Linked DNA regions of Mus musculus: regions 2, 3 and 4 are each linked to region 1. A link is a contact called in public HiChIP or PLAC-seq and promoter capture Hi-C data. All regions are on one chromosome and are shown on one strand. The core of a region is the stretch at or near the end of the contact, and the rest is flanking DNA. Distances in the headings are between cores, read along the strand shown.

Region 1 (2,808 bases), core at 149-2,648:
CAAGATTTAGGTCCAGGTCTTGAAGGATCAACAGCATGTGATCCTTCAAAGAAGGAAAAAAAAAGGCTCATTGGAGGGCTCAATGCTCTCTGGGCATTGCACCACAAAGCTTCTTCAGGCACAAGTACCTTGTCATACATGGGTTAGCCTTTGAATACGTATCAGGGCAAAAGACTAGGATTTGGTTAGGAGGTACTATCTGAGAGGACAAGGAGAGGAAAAAGGAGACACCAAATCGAAAGCCTGTTCTTCATAGCTGAGGATTGCAGCTTGATATTGCAATACAAAATCAGTCAGTGACCTCCTCTCCAAGAAAGAATGGAATGAGGAGAAATAGTTAACCCCAAAGTATATGTGTCTTTCTGTTCAAAGTCGAACCAAATTGCTGATAAACCATAAGATTACCTTTATATTTCCTGGCTTCAATCTCACCATCACAACCGTTAAGCACTCACTGAGTTATTCATTCCCATTAGGAAAAAAAAATATATTGAAAAATTGACAGGGTTAGCCATTATCAGGCTCAGTTACACCTACCTTTCATTAGGTTTTTAGCATCAGATCTCAAGAATGTGTTTTCCAGGGGGAAAGAAAAAGGAGATGGAAAACCATTGCAGCAGATGGGTTTCCTTCCTTGTCAGAAAGGGCTGACACAGAAGGTACCCACAGGTAGGGTTACACAGGTATAGAAGAATTAAAGATCTTGCTGCCTCTTCCCTTCGTAGGGTAGCCCAGCCATAAAGCCCTGTCAACACCTAGCAAGGGTTTTCTAATAACAGAAGCATTCTTGCAGCTGTTGATATTAAATACGAATGCATCTAAGCAGGCTGGAAAGAGAACTCATGGGTTAAGGGTGCATACAGGTGCTCACACGGAGCAGTTCACAACCTTCGGTAATCCCAGTTCCAACCTACACCCCCCCCACCACCCCCCCACACGATGAGATAAATCTTTTTTTTTTCAAAAGGGAAAGTATGCAAGATCTCACAGTCAGATATCAGCTAACTATAATCACTCATTGCCAATGCCGCTAGGACGCTGGATTTTGCCAATGGGGGGAGGAGGGCGGAGCGGGGTTAGGTGGGGTATCAGCTTGTTTCAGGGTTGAATGTCGTTTGAAAGAAGTCTCCGTGGGCCAGGAGGCCAGGAGACTGTTCTATCAACAGGAACCTGGTTTCCCCTGCTCCACCCACACTTCTCTTCTCGGGAGCAACTAGTTCTAGGTGTGTGAGACCCGCCCGCGCGCCACCCGCAGACCTGCGCTTCTTCCAGGACCTCTGTGAAACTCGCTGCCAAACACAGCTGAGGTAGAATACGCGCCCGCCGCGCCGCTGGTGAGTGTAGGCGGGAGAGCCCTGCGCTCCTGAAGGAGTCATCCTAGTAGCTGGGAACTCGGCAAGAGACATAGGAAGTTCTGACAGAGGAGACCAGCCTGTGTTGCCCTTCTAGGGAGGGAACCCAATGCTCTCTCAAGCCTCTTTTCTTGTGGGATCAGGAGGGAGGGGACAGCCCACGGGTACCAAGCTGCATCCTTTGACCTTCCATTCCCCTCAGACTGGCTTCTCCTTGCATCCTCACTCTCCCCTAGCGGTGCCAGGTCCCCTAAGGACACTCCAGATCTGGGATACAGATATTTCGCAGGAAGAGCAGGTCAGGCATGCTCCCCGCCAAATGAATTATTCTCCTCTGTTCCCCGCAGGACGAGTACCCTAACTTATCCAGAGGTTGCCAGAGGCACCCAAAGCTCGAAATCTTATCCAAACAGTTCAACTTGGACAACTTCTTGGAATGGGGATCCCCGTGCTCTCTGGGGAAAACCGCGCTGGCTGCCCACACATCAGGAGAGGACACCTCGACTTTTCCGGGGGGAATCCCCCTCAGAATCCATCTCTCTTGGCAGCGAGGTGTCCTAAAGAAGCAAATTAAGAACTCTCCAAACAGGAGTGCGCTTCTGGAGTGGGAGGTCGTGGGCAGGAGCCAAAGCGCACAAGTTCAGCACTCGTTTTGGACAGAGAACTCCGTCCTTGTTTCCAAGTCAGAAAGCTCTTGTCCACTGGGGAAAAAAGCAGGGACTGAAAGTCGCTGGGAGGGAAGTCCTTAGGCGTGGGTCGGAAAACTGAGGTGAACTGCAACGCTCGATCTTTGAGCCATGTCGGTGGGAAACTATTCTTTCTCCGGGGCGTGGGGGGCTGGGAGACTTCCCTGGCAAAGCAGTCGACGTAAGCCCAGCTGCTCTGGACTCTATCCCTCTGTCCCTAGGCAGCCTGGAGAACTTGGTACCTCGGACAGCAGCCGGGGCGCACAGCATCCTTTGTAAGGTGCGGTCTTATTTTGCCCCCACCAAGTCAAACACCAACAAATTATTTCTCTGACCTTTCTAATACAGATGAAGGACATTTTAATTACATAACCCATGAAAGATCACCGGAGGCAATGTCGTGTTTGAGAACCGATGGCAGAATAGCTGCATAGCATAAAAAGACAGAAAACTTGCAAATCTGCAACGAGATTGCGCAAGGCTGTCCCTCCTCTGGAAACAACATGTGAAATGTATGGAAAAAAAATCTTACCTTTCGGACTCCAAAGCCGTGTTCTGCTGCAACTTGGCGAGCCTCTTCCTCTCCGTCTTTATGCAACTCCACAAGAAAATGATTCGTGAAGACGGGTCTCTCGGCAGACGCAAAAACCATCACACAGAAGAGGAACCCGGCCGCCTTCCACTGGGATCCACAACCGCCCTCCATCCTTCTTTGGGAGTGAAAAGTGGGGCTGTGAGGCGCGCAGGGTGGTGGAGCAGGGGACGAAGAG
Region 2 (2,808 bases), core at 104-2,603, 480 kb after region 1:
GGAAAACAGCTCTCAAGATCAAACCTTGGAAGGACAATACCAAGGTTCTACAAATTGGTAGAATCTGTCAATACATAGGCAGATTTAAAAACATATTATTCAAGGTTATATACTTCTTTTATCCCCACTTAAATGATACTGTCCTTTCATCTACATAATGACATAACTTTCGAAAGTATATTTATTAATTCTTTGAGAATGTCATGTGTTTTGATCATATTCACCAGAAAATGGTTTTTCAGTAAAATGATTTGAACATTTTGTGAAAGATCAGTAAACACGCACCTAGTTTTAAAAAGTCATTGTAATAGAACAATACAAATTAAGACAGTTCATAGATGCACTCATGAATGTATTGATTTAAACGATTAGTGTGTGTGTGTGTGTTTGTTTACCTGTGCCATCGTGTATGTTGAGGTCAGAGAACGACCTCTCAGGGGCTTTCACTTCTGTCTCTTTCCCACTATGTGAGTCTCAAGAGTGGTCAAGGTTGACAGTTCAGAGCTCAGATTCTTGTATCAATAAGATACGGATTTAAGTTCTGTTTACGATTTTACAACCTACTTCGATGGGGGGCAAGTTCCTTAATGTCTCAAGTCCCCAGCTACAAATTATGGCTACTAACAGCACCTATAAAATGGAGCCTATAAAATTATGAGACAGATATGTATCAGTCTGCACCAGTTAGCATCTACAGTTACTATTTATTATCGATAGCTATCACTCGTTAAAGGACACAAGTGTCTTAACGTCACACAACAAGCTGCTCTGAACAACTTATAGGAAGGGCCTGTACTATGTAGGCAACGGATAATAGGTAACGTTTCTCACAGGCTTGCCTCTCTACATGGGAACCTGGAGAAGGGCTGGGACTCAAGAGAGGGACAAGAGCACAGGCTCTGGCATTAGCTCCTTTGGGCTGAAATAGTGCAAGGGCACCAGAAACCCAAAGGCTGCCGGGGAGAAGAGGCCGAGAGTGCACAGTGAACTGCACACCCTGCTCCTCCAAGCAAGTCACGGGCCATTCTCTCCCCCTGGGCTAATTCCTATGTGTCCGCTTGAGCCTCTTTACACACCGGCCAATCCACCCAACACCAGGGTCCTCTGACATTAAAAACCCAACCATCCTGCAGAGAACAGGCTGTGACGCCGGGCCTCATTCCGCCAGCCCTGGGGTCGCCGTCCCTTCCTCCTATACGTCCGCGGACCGAGGACCACGCAACCGACGACACCTTCGCCCTCGCCGGCTCAGTTACCGCGGACGGGGCGGATCCCGCCAAACCCTGAGACCAGCCACAGCGAAAAAGAACCCGAGAGACTCACCTGAAGCCGGCGCGGTCCGCTTGAAACTAATACCGGAAGAGCTTCCCCGCGCCGGAAGAGGGCGGCCAAACTCCTCAATCGAACTCAGAGAAGTCGAAGAGTCGAGCACCGATTCAATCGAGCCCTCCTCGCCCCGGCCGGCCAAGGCGGAATCTTTCTGCGCACGCGCATTCCTGTGGGCTAGGAAGTTTGTGGAAAGGGGGAGAACTGGAAGGGATCAAATTAGGACCCGGGGGCCAAGCTGTGGAGGCAGAGGAGGGAAGGGTAGGGGGTCGTTTCCCTTACTGCGACTTTGAAGCTTCCCAACTATAGGATGTGATACAATTTTACAGGAGCCTGTCTCCAGCCACAAGTTAGTCAAGCCTTTCTATGGGTCCTGGTCAACTTGACTTAACACCATTGTCAATCTCTAGTTGTCAATCTCCAGGAGTCTGAAAGAACACACCAGCCAGCACTCTATAGATTACGTCTTAGATGCAGCCCAGTCTTCGACCCCTGAACAAAGAGAATTTTAGTCGTTGATGGTACTCTCACCAGGCTTCAGGAGCGAGCAAACTAAAGAGCCTAAACTCACTTAGACACAGTTAACTCCCGCCCACTCCCCCACCCTCTCCTTTCCTCACAAAATGCTTGGATTTTTCTAGGCTAAAAATTGGGGTAAGGACCAAATTGGTTGATTTTACCAGCCTGAGGTTTCTAATTTTTGAAAGTCACATGAAGTTGCAGGATGGAAATAGTGTTTTGAGAGTAGTAATTTTATATGCTTTTTTCACTGAAGTGATTAGGAGAATGGCTTATACTCGATAAATATGATTCAGACGATTGAATGAAGTTCCGTGAAAATTAGGTCATAATAAAACAAGTGTGATATCCAGTGAAAATCCTGTAAATGTAGGAAATAATGTTAAACAACCACAGAAAAAGTGTTCTTTAATTACATAGATATGGAAACCAGTTTGGCTTTTATAAAAACAATATCGAGTATGTTCTTAGCAAAAGGGCATCAAGTAAATACGAAACACTTTCTAAGCAACAGAAGGTCTGAGCAGTTGATTAACTGTGCTTGGTGGTAATGAGAGCATTGGAATAAGCTATAACCTGCCTGTGTTATATACATTCATCTGGCCGAGAGAGAGTTCGTAGCTATTTTCAAAAAGCAAATTGATAAACATGCAAGGACACTCCACTTGGGAAAAAAATAAAGAGATTTAAAGAAATGCCATACCTATTCTATCAAAGCTTGAGTCTCAGCTACTATACCTTTTGCACAGCAAAGAAGAAATTGTCCGATGACAACTCAGTGTCAGTGGCTTCTATGCTCTTTTCCAGGTTCACTTATAAAGAATGAACACATTTTTATATCCATGAGTAATCCCTGCAAGCTTTTTTTTTTTCTTCTTGTCTGTATAGTCCTGGCTGTCCTGGAACTCACTTTGTAGACCAGGCTGGCCTCGAACTCAGAAATCCACCTGCCTCTGCCTCCCA
Region 3 (2,808 bases), core at 99-2,598, 420 kb after region 1:
GTATAGGATTCAATAGGATGGGATCCTTATGACAGAGAGTCTGTGGCCTGTCATGACACAATGATACAAATACCTCACACACATTGTAGGAAACAAACAGGAAAACAGAATTAATAAAGATCAATATTTTTAAAATAAGTACCAAGATACACGACATAAAATGTTTCATAAAACATCTTAACATGCAACTTCTATAATCTAATAATATTAGTAGCAAATATCAGGAAATTCAATGATCTCAAACATTCTCACTTAAATGTTAGTTGAGACCTTTCTTGGATTTTTAAGCTGTTTTTTGTTTGTTTGTTTTTTAAATAGACTTTATGTCTAGACAGGCAAGAAAGGCACTTAGGGACCAGTGCTTCTATTCTGATTTCTCTGCAATCTAGTTAACAGAAAGTATGTGTTTTAGACACAACAGGGTGATGGCATTGTGATCACAAATAAAGGACCCTAAACACAACTAGCAGGCTAGTGGTATCTTCAATAACCCACTAAGGGATCTACTAATACTTTGGGAAATTATTAAAATGTAGAGTATATTTATTTATCATTATCTATAATAGTATGACTACAAAATGACCCAAATTTCATAAAAATTATGCACAATGCATCCTATGATGTTGTGTTGCTGATTAATGCACATCACCATCATCTATGGAAAGGAGGCTGTAACACAAGGCTAGCTGAAGAGATAGGGTGTAAGACAGGCAGGCAGATGAGTTTTGCTTCCATTAAACACACATTCTCCATATACAGTGCACATTAGGACTACACAGCAGAAGCAAAGCAATGTGAAAATAATAGGTACTTGGTAGATAGATAGATAGATAGATAGATAGATAGATAGATAGATGGATAGATTCTTCCTTAGTTCTTTTGTGTTTCGATACTGTCTACATTATTCATATACCTGAAGAAAAGCTAACCAAAACCACAGGTGCTCACAGCTATCTCCAGGGCTTGGAGCTGTGATTGGAGTTAGCCAAGGGCATTTGGAGTTGGAGACTTAGAAATTGCATGCCTTGTGTAGTTGAAGGAAGGATTTGCTGGGAAGCTAGACACCGATGCTGGCAAAGCATCCTCTCCTTATTTAGCAAAACTTTACTCTGCTCCTTCCTTGCTTAATGGAAACAAAAACTAGCTAAGGAAACTACAGTGCCAAAAATCCTCACAGAACAGCACCAACAAAAGGACCGAAATAGGCAAACAAATAAAATTTTTAAAAAATATGTATTTGTTGAACTTGATTGCATTTTCTATGAAATTTTCCCAGAGCACACACGGTCCCTGAGAGGCACCCTTCTGGCTGGCTGCATCCTGCATGGCAGATTGCCAGCCTCCTCATTATTTTCTGATATGTTTCTCAGACTAGCAGAACAGTAAATTCAAAGCCAGCAGCTGCTAATGGCCTTCCAGCCTAGCAAATCATCTAAAAGAAACAGGACAGAAGGAAATCTGCCTGGTGTTTTGTATCTCTTCTGCAAGGATGGGGCTGTTGGAACTGCTGTTTCCACAGTACAAGGTTAGGGCAATCCAGGAAGCTGTGGTCTTAGTATTGTCGGGTCCTGCCTGCGGCTGATGCTTTTCTTGCATAGTCTACAGACTGGCTCTCGTTTTTTAATTTCTATTGCAAGGTGAGAGACTCATCTCTACCACTGAGTGAAGTCATGCCCAGCTCTTCTGTTGCCCCCACAGACAGGCACCATAGAGGGGTCATTTTCCATTTTAAATCTGCTTGAGTAAGGAAGCCATTACTACTTCAGGTTTCTTCATATCTAAAAGAAGAACTGGCTGCTCCAAAGTAATTCTTTGTTTGGCATTTTATTTGCATTCTAGAAAAAGGAGGTTGCCTTTCTAGAAAAGGCCACTGCCATGAAGGGGCTACTGTGGTGACTCGTCCTTAGAATGATGGAGATGGTGAGGGGGTGGGGGTTGTGGTAGACTGACGGTTATTACCCAACTGGTCTAACCTCAGAATGCTTTTCATGTTGTTCACATGGTGGCAGGGGCAGAGACCCCTCCATATTACAAATATTTTAGATTTTAAATTGGTGGAAGATCTTTTAATACTTTCTTCACTCTATGTGACCAGGAGCTCTGACTTAGTATTCATAATCAAGTTTGGAAAATAGTTTGCTTAGGAAGAGTTCCAAGTTACAGAACTGTTAGAACCAAGCTGGGAAGTGGGAGCCATCTCTCTGACAGTGAAACAGATTATGGTTCTCAGCTGGGGAATGCCTGCCAATCAACACTTAACCTCTGATGATAGGAACTTCATTTCCTTTTATGATCTGCTGGGCCTTTGAACAGCATTGACTGAGGACATGTTCTTTTCCCCTTTTCACATTATTATCCTTATTACACGAATGCTAGAAAACCAGATGAGTAAAGAGAGAAGTTTTTTTTTCCATGTAACCTCTTAGGCTGTTGACTGTGTCAAGAGCAAGCTATTCACTCCCGGTCTCAGGCTGTCAGAAACTCATTGATGTGAACCGTGAATGTGAACTCTGTACGTTCTGTGAGAATCCTGTGGCCACAGATGTAACTGCTGAGGCTCTGGGGAAGAGTAGAAGGGCCACATAGTCTGAATCTGTGCTGGGAATTACAAACAAGGGTTTACAGTGAAGCAAGCGGTCTTGATGCTTGGCAGCGTGTGCTTGCTATTGAGTAAGGGACATTCTTGTTATGACTCTTGTTATAGACCAAGGAGAAGAAGAAAGGAAGTGCAAGTCTGTTCGGGATGCATTGTGGGTGACAACCTGCGTGTTCTCAACCTGATTATTTAAAAAAAGGAAAAAAAAGGGG
Region 4 (2,808 bases), core at 229-2,728, 350 kb after region 1:
TGATATTTGTCAGACTGGTGTCATGTAAGGGCATTGTTGCCCGTGCCTGACATCTTACCCATATGCTTTTTTCAATATATCTAATTGCCTCTAAATTTGCATCTATAATCTGGGTCTTGGTCATCCATTTGTGACCAAATGTATCAGTAATAAAAATATTATTCATTTATTTAGGCAAGGTTTCACTATTCAGCTCATGCGAACACTGAACACAAGTTCCTTCTGTTTTCATTTCTCAAGTTGCAGAACTATAGGCACATAGCACCAGGCACAAAAATGTCTCCTAAAAGATAAACAATTTGCCTAAAAGTCACCATAAAATCCTATAATATTTTTAGCATTCCAAGTCCTAGTGGACAGTAGTACAGACATGGGAACCAGTCATCAACATCACTGGCCACCACTAGGGAACTGATCTTCTCTGTGGTAGGGGGCATGGTGTTCCCAAGTGAAGTTCCTTCTGAGGCATTCATTGATAACTGAGAAATAGCTGGGTTTATTCCTTCCACAGAAGTGAGGTAGGATAGAAAATCAGAAGGGATTGTGGGACATGAAAAGGGAAAGGAGCCCCTCACTGTTATCTGATTGAACACTCTCACCAAATGAATAATAGGAATTCTAATACAATTCATGACATTTTCTGTGAAGGTTGCTAACATAGAAATGATATTCTTTTCATATATATATTTTGTTAAGACAATATATGAACCAGAATCATGGGCTAACTATATATGGCCTCAAGTAGGTCTTTTATTTACCTACACATATCCTGGAATTCTCAGACTATTTATATTGCTTACAATGAAGACATCCCACCTTCCAACATCCCAGAGATATTATGTGCTATATATAATCCTGTCTGGTAACCCCAAGAACCACCTTATGATCCTGTTTAGGTTCTTAGCAACCCATAGGAACACAGTAGCTTTTAAATCATAGAAATGGTATATTTGACTCTTGCAAAGGCAACTAAAGACCATACACACCCTCTGGTGCACCTCACTTTCTTCCTTACTCTTCTTCTTTCTTAACTCTCTTCGAATCCATACTATCTTTATTAAACTCCAACCCTCCTTCATACTTGCTACTCTGAAATTCTTTTCTGAGTGGAAGCCATGAATCTTGGCTTGGCCTGAGGTAAGATTGCTAACAGATTAGATGGCCTCCTCAGGCTACTGTAGAGGACATAGTAAAGCTATGCCCCTGCCTCTATCACTTTACTGCTGACAGAGGAACACCTTCTGTGCAGTCCATTTTGAAGTCCTCAGCTAAATTAAGAGATTTGGTCTTCCCAGGACGAAGCTGCCACACAAAGTCCCCTTCATGTTCGCCATGCTTTGTTATCCAGCGTCATTATCCTTGACATCGGATGGCCCAGGCCAGCCTTCCTTTTTGTCTACTTGCCCCTTTGTGGGTGGCTCACAAATTACACGTCCCTCCTGCGGTTCCTCCCTCCTTCACCTTCAGCCTTTTCTCTCAAACCGTTGCTGAGCTGGTTGCCCCTCTCCCTATCTAGCCTGATCCCAGACTTGCCTTTGTCTCCACTCCTCTCAGAAGGGACAAGTTTCCTCTTCCTCCTCCCCCACACTACATGCATGAAGCTAAAACAAACCTCTGCATAGAAAGCAGGAATTGGCTTTCAGAAGCAGCCAGAGAGACGCTGCTTGATCTTTTATGTTTTGTTTTTTTAAGTGTACCTACTGGCTCCAGTAGACAGAGAAAGAGATTTCATTGGCTGCTCTGATTCCTGCAGGCAAACGATTGATATTTCTCTCCTCTCTGATGTCTGTGACAAGGATGCTTTAAATATGAATTGAGTGTCATAGCACTGGGTCTTTGATATGCTTGCCAAGGGCTGTGCTTTGTGCTTATTTATTTCACACAGAAACCTATTGAAGTAAGATTTATTATTCCTGTTTCATAGCTAAAGAAATAACCTGAGTGGGATTAAGCCACCTGTCTGTGGTGTCTTCTTCCAGGTCTCGTTTTCGCCAGGTCATGGAAGAATGTCCAATGTAAATTCATAACAAATTCATAACACCAAGCTGAAGGCCCCGGCCTTCCTCTCTCCCTGCAGTGACTCTCCAGCCTGACAGCCCAGTTTGGAAATATCCCAGCACAAGCATCCTCATTAATGATTCACATTCAGATGGGTCTCAAACCATAACTTCTCTTGCATATTAAAAGGGAAATTTGAATAGTCAAGTGGAATACAAATGAAGAAGACAGCCTTCTAGTGTTCAGATGGAAGCTTTTATAATACATTTTCTAAGGTTTTAGTTGTGAAATATTTCAAGCAAGCAGACTCTGCTCTGTGAACACACATGCATCATACACACACACACACACACACACACACACACACACACACACACACACACACACACGCATCACTATCATTTACTAGATATAACTATTGTCAGGGAACTAGTACTTTCATGCACCTGGTTGTGTGCTTTCTCACATACATATACATGTAACATGCACAAATAAAGGTACAAGTATCTGTATTGATAACTGTGCACAGTGTATCATATTTATTTACACATGCTTACATATATTTGTGTAGACATAAACAGGATATCATATTTTTCTTAGTAATATATATTTATAGGTACATACTCCTGCATTTTCATATACAACATAAAAAGCTGTCTGTGTTTTAAATTTGTTCTCTTAGATAATATTTATGCTAGTATAACTGTTCTTTATGTTTTTTCTACACATTGCTTTTCAGATTTATTACATATATAGACCTACCTATTCACTCACCTTGGTTTTGCATGACAACAGTAATTGCCATAATGT

Evidence for each region. Promoter capture Hi-C pulls out the DNA fragments that hold promoters and counts their contacts. HiChIP or PLAC-seq counts read pairs in DNA pulled down with a chosen protein or histone mark.
Region 2: a promoter capture Hi-C map of embryonic stem cells shows a contact between it and region 1, with 2.6 times the contacts expected there. The contact joins the promoter of Snrpb2 here to the promoter of Pcsk2os1 in region 1. A contact is called at or near these places in 3 of 39 promoter capture datasets (the 3T3-L1 cell line, embryonic stem cells and stem cell-derived epiblast-like cells), 1 of 484 Hi-C or Micro-C datasets (embryonic stem cells) and 1 of 115 datasets of contacts at active chromatin or transcription factors (astrocytes).
Region 3: an H3K4me3 HiChIP or PLAC-seq map of forebrain shows a contact between it and region 1, with 6 times the contacts expected there. The contact joins the enhancer-like site here to the promoter of Pcsk2os1 in region 1. A contact is called at or near these places in 4 of 39 promoter capture datasets (cranial neural crest, embryonic stem cells and hippocampal neurons), 8 of 484 Hi-C or Micro-C datasets (cerebellum, cerebral cortex, cortical neurons and 4 more), 14 of 115 datasets of contacts at active chromatin or transcription factors (VIP interneurons, embryonic basal ganglia, embryonic forebrain and 7 more) and 3 of 9 other capture datasets (embryonic stem cells, liver and pancreatic islet).
Region 4: a contact with region 1 is called in an H3K4me3 HiChIP or PLAC-seq map of embryonic forebrain, with 4 times the contacts expected there. The contact joins the enhancer-like site here to the promoter of Pcsk2os1 in region 1. A contact is called at or near these places in 7 of 39 promoter capture datasets (the 3T3-L1 cell line, cranial neural crest, embryonic stem cells and 4 more), 3 of 484 Hi-C or Micro-C datasets (cerebral cortex and nephron progenitors), 10 of 115 datasets of contacts at active chromatin or transcription factors (astrocytes, craniofacial prominence, embryonic forebrain and 5 more) and 4 of 9 other capture datasets (adipose tissue, embryonic stem cells, liver and 1 more).

The regions. Positions count from the first base shown.
Region 1 is chr2:143,546,427-143,549,234 of GRCm38.p6, reverse strand. Pcsk2os1 (proprotein convertase subtilisin/kexin type 2, opposite strand 1) reads left to right here and starts at 1,398. Exons shown (of 3, transcript NR_040354.1): 1 at 1,398-2,808. Pcsk2 (proprotein convertase subtilisin/kexin type 2) reads right to left here. Exons shown (of 12, transcript NM_008792.4): 1 at 2,571-2,808. The coding sequence starts at 2,744.
Region 2 is chr2:143,061,614-143,064,421 of GRCm38.p6, reverse strand. It overlaps Snrpb2 (U2 small nuclear ribonucleoprotein B), which reads right to left and starts at 1,353. Exons shown (of 7, transcript NM_021335.3): 1 at 1,324-1,353.
Region 3 is chr2:143,129,986-143,132,793 of GRCm38.p6, reverse strand. It overlaps the pseudogene Gm14083. Among named protein-coding and RNA genes, the nearest start is that of Otor, 53 kb to the right of the region's middle. Within about 2 kb of position 1,348, at least 6 of the 459 cell types and tissues checked have an H3K27ac peak or open chromatin away from gene starts, as enhancers often do. A contact at or near this core is called in cortical neurons and forebrain, where this site is marked.
Region 4 is chr2:143,191,766-143,194,573 of GRCm38.p6, reverse strand. No RefSeq gene overlaps it. Among named protein-coding and RNA genes, the nearest start is that of Otor, 110 kb to the right of the region's middle. Within about 2 kb of position 1,478, at least 11 of the 459 cell types and tissues checked have an H3K27ac peak or open chromatin away from gene starts, as enhancers often do. A contact at or near this core is called in embryonic forebrain, where this site is marked.